2 separate regions of the Mus musculus genome follow, and region 2 is linked to region 1. A link is a contact called in public promoter capture Hi-C data. All regions are on one chromosome and are shown on one strand. Each heading gives the region's core, a stretch centred on a gene start, on an enhancer-like site or on the middle of the called end of the contact. The rest is flanking DNA. Distances are from core to core; before and after follow the strand shown. Region 1 holds the start of Slc38a10 (solute carrier family 38, member 10). Region 2 holds the start of Narf (nuclear prelamin A recognition factor).

Region 1 (3,551 bases), core at 488-2,987:
TTTTGGTTTTTTTTTTTAGCTCCCCCTAAACACTAAGACATTCCCCACTCTGCTGGACTCATGGCTTTGCCCCAAGGCTCCGGAGGAGATAACAATCTAGTGATAGGAACTGACAGGTTTTAGGCACAGTTTGACTGTTTCTGGTCTCTCTTGCACTGGGTTCCAAGCTCTCCCCAAGCAGATCTTCACTGGGCTCATCATCTCCGTTTGCTCTGGTAGAGGCCTAGCACCTGTGCACAGCCAGGCTCCACAAGAGACTGCTCAACCACCTGAGCCCAAACAGCTAATTTCCCAGTCAGCTATGACAGACCCCAGTAAAGGGTCAGTCACACTTCACAGACAGGCAGCAAGGATGACAGAGTTCACTTGGAGATTCGAAACCAGCCAACACTCAAGTCCCAGGATGCAATTCTGCTGACAGACAGTTTCCATGGACACTGGGACACGTAGGCACTCCAAAGACACCCAAAACCATCCCCCAACAACTCAACACTGGGGTTCACAACACAGATGTCACCCCAGAGGATCTAGCTCTGTCCTCCTGTCTACATCTATTAACCATATCAAATACCCTACCCGGGAACCCTAGATACAGTCTCAATCAGGATAGGTTGTTGAGGATCAAAAACTCATTGATTAAAAAAACTTGTTTTCTATTTTTAGCCTGGGATGTGAACGACAAAACACACGAAGTAGTTGTTAGTCTACTATTAAATTATCAACAACCCATTTTCACTTCCAAATGTCTATCCCGGATTAATCTTCCACCTCATCTCCTGGGAGTCATCAGATAGGAGGAGTGGTCTCTGCCTTGATAACCCACTGTTTCAATAGAACAGGACAGCAGCCCGCGTGGCATGGATGAGCGACGGGGAACCCCGCCACTCCCTTTGTTAAGAGAGTCATTACCCAATTTGACGTTTCCATCTGCTTCCGCAACTCACTGGCAGACACAACAAAGCCACGTAGAAATGACCATCTTTTCATGTGGCATTCAACACAGAAATAACACCAAACTTTTTTGTATGCCGGCTTTTCCAACTGCGGTGACACATGATACAGATCAGACCAAACGAATGCTTTAAATCGCCTTGAGTAAAGGTGAGTAGCCGAAGCCGAGGACCGGCATGCTTCCGTGCCATGCAGTCGGTCAGAGTCAAAAACAGGACCAACAAAACCACTATCAATCCGCTAACGTATCCTTCTCTGTGCCTTTCCGTACAGTGTGAGCAACCGCTGAGCGCGCAGATCCGGACCGCGACTCGCTTCGGGGACGTTGCTTGGGTCTCTTCCCGACCCGCGGTGCTCACACCCCCTTCCCACCAAACGAGCACTTCAACCTGATGCCCCCGCGCCCTCGACTCACCTGCTTGAAGCAGAAAGGCATGGTGAGCACGCTGACGCCCACGATGCTGTTCACCACGTTCGTGATCAGCCCCCACTTGGAGGTGGAGGCGGCCGTCATTTTGAGGGTCTAGGGACCAGGACAGAGCGACCCTAGATAACCCTAAACCTGAAGCAGGGGGGGCCGCGGACAGGCGTCGCGAGGTCAGCCTCCAGACCCTGCCAGGCTCCGCAGCAGCCTCATAGCCATGGTTCCAGGTTCCCGCCTCCGCCTCCCCAGAGTGAAGCGGGAACCCGGAAGCGCCGCAGGCAACGCTAGCAACACCTCAGCTCCGCTTCGCTGCCTCCGGCACCCAAACTTCCGCCTTCGGAGCCTACTCTACCAGGAAGTGACGGTATCAAAGGGCGGGATGAGGCGGGACGCCAGCCAACTAGAAGTAGGTGTGTATGCCCGAGGAGGCGTGGTTTGGGTGGGCCCAGAGGCGGAGCTAGGCGTAACTCTGGCCAATAAGAAGTATGTGGGGGGAGGGACGGCGGGACGTGGGGCGGGGTCTGAATCAGGGCGGGGCTACAATCTGGGTTAGGGGTTCCAGGCTTAGACTAGTGACTGTGGCCGCTGGTAGAAGAGTCATTTGCTGGGTACAACCTCTAGTGGAACAACAGGAGAGAAAGAGAAGGACTACCTTTCAGGTGAGGAGTGGGCTCTTGAGGGTTAATTTTCAGGTCCTTGCGCACAGGAAGGATTTTGGGTCACAATTGGAGGACCTGTCTAGACTGAATGCCAACTTATTGGGACAAAATTAGCACTTAACGTTTTACAGATAAAAATCATCGGGACACCGGGAGGTTCAGAGACTCAGCAAAGTCACAACAGCCTGGAGGAGGGAGCATGGAGATGTGTCTGTTTGATACGCTAAGTGGGTGAAAATGGTCTACTGCCCTAATATGAAAGAAAACCAGAGGAAAGGTAAAAAGGAGAGACTAGGGAAATCTAGGATTTCAAGAGATGGTGGCTTCTGTACTGGAAGGACTAATGAGAATTCTTCCTGGAGTAATGGACATTAAAGAGACTAGAGAAAAGAGAACGCTCCAACACCTAAGTGGATTACTGGCACCTGGCAGTGTTCTTTATGGTGGTGTCTGTGGTGAATGAAGGCCTAGGGACCTGAGGTCCAAGAAAGACCCCACAATGATTCCAGGAGGCCAGAGCTGTGCATGCAAGGAGGAACTTCAAGCTGCCTAAAGAGGCTCTCCTAGAAAACAATTTGAGGCCCATGCAAGATCTCAGACAAGGGACAAATTCTTCCAGCATCAGGCAGAGCAGCTTCTAGAGATGAGAGAGAGAGAGAGAGAGAGAGAGAGAGAGAGAGAGAGAGAGAGAGAGAGAGAAAGGAAAAGCTAGAAAGAGCAATTGGTGGCATGAGCCATTAATCCCAGCGTTCAGGAGGCAGAGACAAGCAGCTCTCTTGAGTTTGAGGACAGCCTGGTCTACATAAGTGAGTTCCAGGACAGCCATGGCTACGTGGAGAAACCCTGTCTCGAACAAAAAAAAAAAAAAAGGAGTAATTGAATACAAAGCCAGAATAGGGTTGGAGAGATGGCTCAGTGGTTAAGAGCACTGACTGCTCTTCCAGAAGTCCTGAGTTCAGTTCCCAGCAACCACATCATAATGGGATCCAATGCCCTCTTCTGGTGTGTCTGAAGACAGCAACTGTGTACTCATATACATTAAATAAATAAATCTTTAAAAAGAAAAAACCAAAATACTAAGTGTCTGTATTCATCGTTTGTAAGTGAAGTCATTGTCCACAATCTATCTGACCCGTTTCTGTGTTTCCATATTCATGTATCTGATGTTCATCCCTAAGAAGGGGCTGCTCAGGGCTGGAGAGATACACTGACTGCTCTTCCAGAGATCCTGAGTTCAATTCCCAGCAACCACATGGTGGCTCACAACCATCTGTAATGAGATCGGATGCCCTCTTCTGGTGTGTCTGAAGACAGCTACAGTGTACTTAGAGAGAAAGAAGAAGAAGAAGAAGAAGCAGGTAACTTTTCAGTTCATCATGGGATTGGGAACATAGACATAAACATGGTGATAGAAAGCCATCTTACACTTTGGGAACAGGGCAGGACCTGAGCAGAAGTGGAGCAACAGGTGGGAAGGAGCCTGGAGGTCTAGACACCATCACAATCACAAAGCAGGC
Region 2 (3,551 bases), core at 573-3,072, 1.1 Mb after region 1:
CGACTGCCCGTACTCCCGACATCACTGAGAATAATTTTAGTGAACTGAAAGTAAGGTAAACTCACAATGATGTTAACATTTTTATTTCTTTATGTTGTGTGTGCGCACATCCATAGTAGCAAGTGGAGGAGAGGACACCTTGCAGGGGTTTACCTTGCTTTACCTACTAAACCGTTTCACTGGGCCCTAAATTCATATTTCTTTTTGTTTTATGAGCGTTTTGGCAGCATGTGAGCAAATGCACTGTGTGTCTGTTGCCTCCGGTGGCCAGAAGAGGCGCTAGATCCCTCGAGTTGGAGCCCGGGAAGTTTCTAGCCAGTCAGTCACAGGTGCTAAGAACCAACTTTGATCCTCTGAAAGAAAGGCAGTGCTCTTAGCCATCATCTCCCTAGCCCCCTTATATTTCTAATGATATGTTTAAACTCAGCTTTTAGAAGGCACTGAAAAACAAACTCCATTTAACAAGCTAATTCAGAGAATTTAGGGCTGGGGATGTGACAGCCAGCTGTAACTTGGGGGCACTGTTACTGCTGGTCCAGAAACAGGCTGCTCTCAGTTATTAGAGACACTTCCCTCGGTAAACCATTATCCTATAATCTCATTCTATTATTGACATTCCAGGTCAAAGGTCAGTGGCCTTTAAGGGATGCCTGGTACTATAGTAAGTTTCTTTAGCTGTCCCAGGGGAGTTATATGTACATTATTACACAGGACGATTCTCTTGCCCAGCTGTGGATTCCATAGATAAGGTACATCTTTTGTATATTATGTAACTTGCCCTATTCTGTAGGTGGTGTGCAGCTATGATATCTACTTTATAAAGCTTTCCTTTAGCCTTCTTCCAGCATGCTGTTTGGCTCTAAAGCCGCTGTCCTTCAGGTAGGAGTAAGAATGCACTTATTTAATTTAAATTTGAATTGAGTCTGTCTTTGGTCTTTCCCAGGGGATTGGAACACAACAAAAGAATAATGCATTTAATCTGCCTTGGAGACAGGTCTCACTGTGTAGCAGTATAGGGCAGTGTTGGCTTTAATTTTATCATTTTCCTGCCTCAGCCTCCTGAGTGTTGGGTAATTGCCAATAGGCCTGCTCATCCTACCTGTCATTTTGTTTGTAGACAGGTACATGTGTAGTACTGGCCGTCCTGGAACTCAGAGATCTGCCTTGCTCTGTCTCCTGGGTTCTGGGACTAAAGGCATGCGCTAACTCGCCAAGATTCAAGGTCAGCCTACTTTGAATCTACACGCCAGACTCAGCAGCATTGCCCATAAAGCAAAGCAAGCCTGCTGCGCATGTGCACTTGTGCCGCACCGGCCTACGTGAGGCTTCGCTGGCTGGTCATGGCGGCGGTAGAGGGCGGCGCCGGCTCCGCCCTCCAGGAGACGCAGTAGAGCAGAACTTACGACGCTAACTTGATTGAGCGGGCCAGGCCGCGGCCACTGAGCAAGGCGCTCTGAGGTCGCCGCGATTCGGCCTCGTCCGCTCGGTCAGCGCACTCTTCCTGCCTCATACGCCCGCCTTTGCCAACTTTCCCCATTAGTCCTTAACCAGGCAAAAACTGACAGGAGGATATGTCCCGGCCGGGCAACTACTAGTCGAGGGACAAGCTCCACCCCCGTTCTCTGATTGGCTCCTGGGAGGGACCTGCCACTTCCTCACACTCTCATTGGCTTAAGCGGCGGAGGCGGGGTGAGCGTGCCATACCATCCTTGCACTCTTTTCATTGGCTCAGGGGTGTGGCTCATCTTGCTTAGGCTCTCTCATTGGTCTACTACAGTCCTTGGGGCGGGGCCTCCGTGCAAGAAGACAACAAAGGGTCGCAGGTCGCTAGCGGGCGGCAGGCGGCGGTGTTCCAGTCTTCCTTACTCCTCACAGCTTAGGCGCGTCGGCCTCCTGCCAGTCCCACTCCAGATGAAGTGTGAGCACTGCACACGAAAGGTGGGTGCGTCGTCCGGCGGGGCTAGGGGCGAAAGCCAAGGCTGGAATCGGTGGTGAGGGTCGGGCTCAGCCGGGTGCACCTTGCTCTGTTATGTCGGCCTCTGACAGCCATCACCTGTCTGCAGAGGACTGGGCGGCGAGCTGGCTGTTGTCCACTGCAGGCGAGTGCACCGCCGGGACTGTCCGTGGAAGCTACTGTTCTGGGGCCGGGGATTGATCTCAGTCCCGGCACCCTGTTGTGGAAGTGAACGATTAATAAAGTAATTAGAAATGATGCTTTGAGCGGCTCTTCTACTTAAACAACAACAAACTTCAATACAACGAAGTGGAGAAGGAATAAAGGGCAGGCAGGCCCTCCTGTCCTGCTCCACTAGGTGGCTGAAGTGACTGACAGCTGCCTCACTTGCCTTCACACGTGATGCATGTGCAGGAATCTCGTTTGGTTTTTTGTTTTTTTACAGGAATTGTATCATATCCAAATACTCCATACGTTGTTTTTTTTTTTTTTCAGAGAATCGCCTGTAATCTTGTGTAATAGCCACATCTAAATGTTCTTATATATATTACCGTTAGATCACTTCCTGTTCTTCATTACTACTACAAACAATACAAATGGAGGGTGTGAGTGTTTATGTGTACCCTTCTATAAGTATGGATGATTTTATTTTGTAGAAAGGGTTTCTTAGAAGTAAGATCGACTGCTCAGGATATGTTTTGGTTTTTGGCATCACACTAAATTATTCTTGACTGAGCTCGGTGGTACACACCAATGATCCCAGTGCTTGAGAGACTGAGGCAGGAGCTCAAAGTTAGACAGTGCAATTTATCAAGACCCTATCTCATTAAAAAAAAATATGGTAGCACACATCTTAATCTGAGCACTCAGGAGGCAGAGGCAGACTTTCTGTGAATTTGAGGTCAGCCTGGTCTACATGGTGAGTTCCAGGACAGCCAGGACTATGTAGAAAGACTTGATCTAAAAAGGAAAAAAATAGATAAATAAAAATAGAGAAAAGAAAAATAATTTTCCTTTCTAACATCCCCCATCCTTTTTTTTTTTTTTAAAGGAATGTAGTAAAAAATCAAAAACTGATGACCAGGAGAATGTGTCCAGTGATGGGGCCCAGCCAAGCGATGGGGCCAGCCCAGCCAAGGAGAGTGAAGAGGCAAGTAGATGCTTCGGGTTTGTGTCAGCCTAACGTGAGCGTGAGTGGATCGGGTTTGTGTCAGCCTAACGTGAGTGTGAGTGGAGTGGCTACTGTTGTTTCTTCTGTCCAGTCTTATACTACCTTGCACTTCACTGCTCTAAGAAAGACTGAAGTAAAAGTGGGAAGAGCCATGTATAGGACAGTCTTGAGTCTTCTCAAACATACCAGGCCAGGAACTGCTTGAGAAATAGGAATATTGTGGTACAGTGTTGAAACCTTATTCTATAAAATGGAAGGAACTCACATTCTGTAATGCATGCAGACTTGAGGGTCAAGTTCCATGATTCTTTAAGCTTGCTGTTTAAGTTAACTAAGCTGCTTGTTTAGTTCAGTTCTTGTTTCAGCTAGTTGTGATGCTTGTTTGTACATACTGTATCACATTGTATCACATATTGTATCACATTT

Evidence for each region. Capture Hi-C pulls out chosen DNA fragments and counts their contacts.
Region 2: a promoter capture Hi-C map of liver shows a contact between it and region 1. The contact joins the promoter of Narf here to the promoter of Slc38a10 in region 1. A contact is called at or near these places in 2 of 39 promoter capture datasets (the SN4741 cell line and erythroid cells) and 1 of 9 other capture datasets (liver).

Annotation. Positions count from the first base shown.
Region 1 is chr11:120,149,614-120,153,164 of GRCm38.p6, forward strand. It overlaps Slc38a10 (solute carrier family 38, member 10), which reads right to left and starts at 1,738. Exons shown (of 17, transcript NM_024249.5): 1 at 1,367-1,738. The coding sequence starts at 1,465. Gm11769 (a long non-coding RNA gene) reads left to right here and starts at 794. Exons shown (of 3, transcript XR_389232.4): 1 at 794-1,101; 2 at 1,225-1,785; 3 at 2,166-3,108.
Region 2 is chr11:121,235,414-121,238,964 of GRCm38.p6, forward strand. Narf (nuclear prelamin A recognition factor) reads left to right here and starts at 1,823. Exons shown (of 11, transcript NM_026272.3): 1 at 1,823-1,938; 2 at 3,006-3,104. The coding sequence starts at 1,912.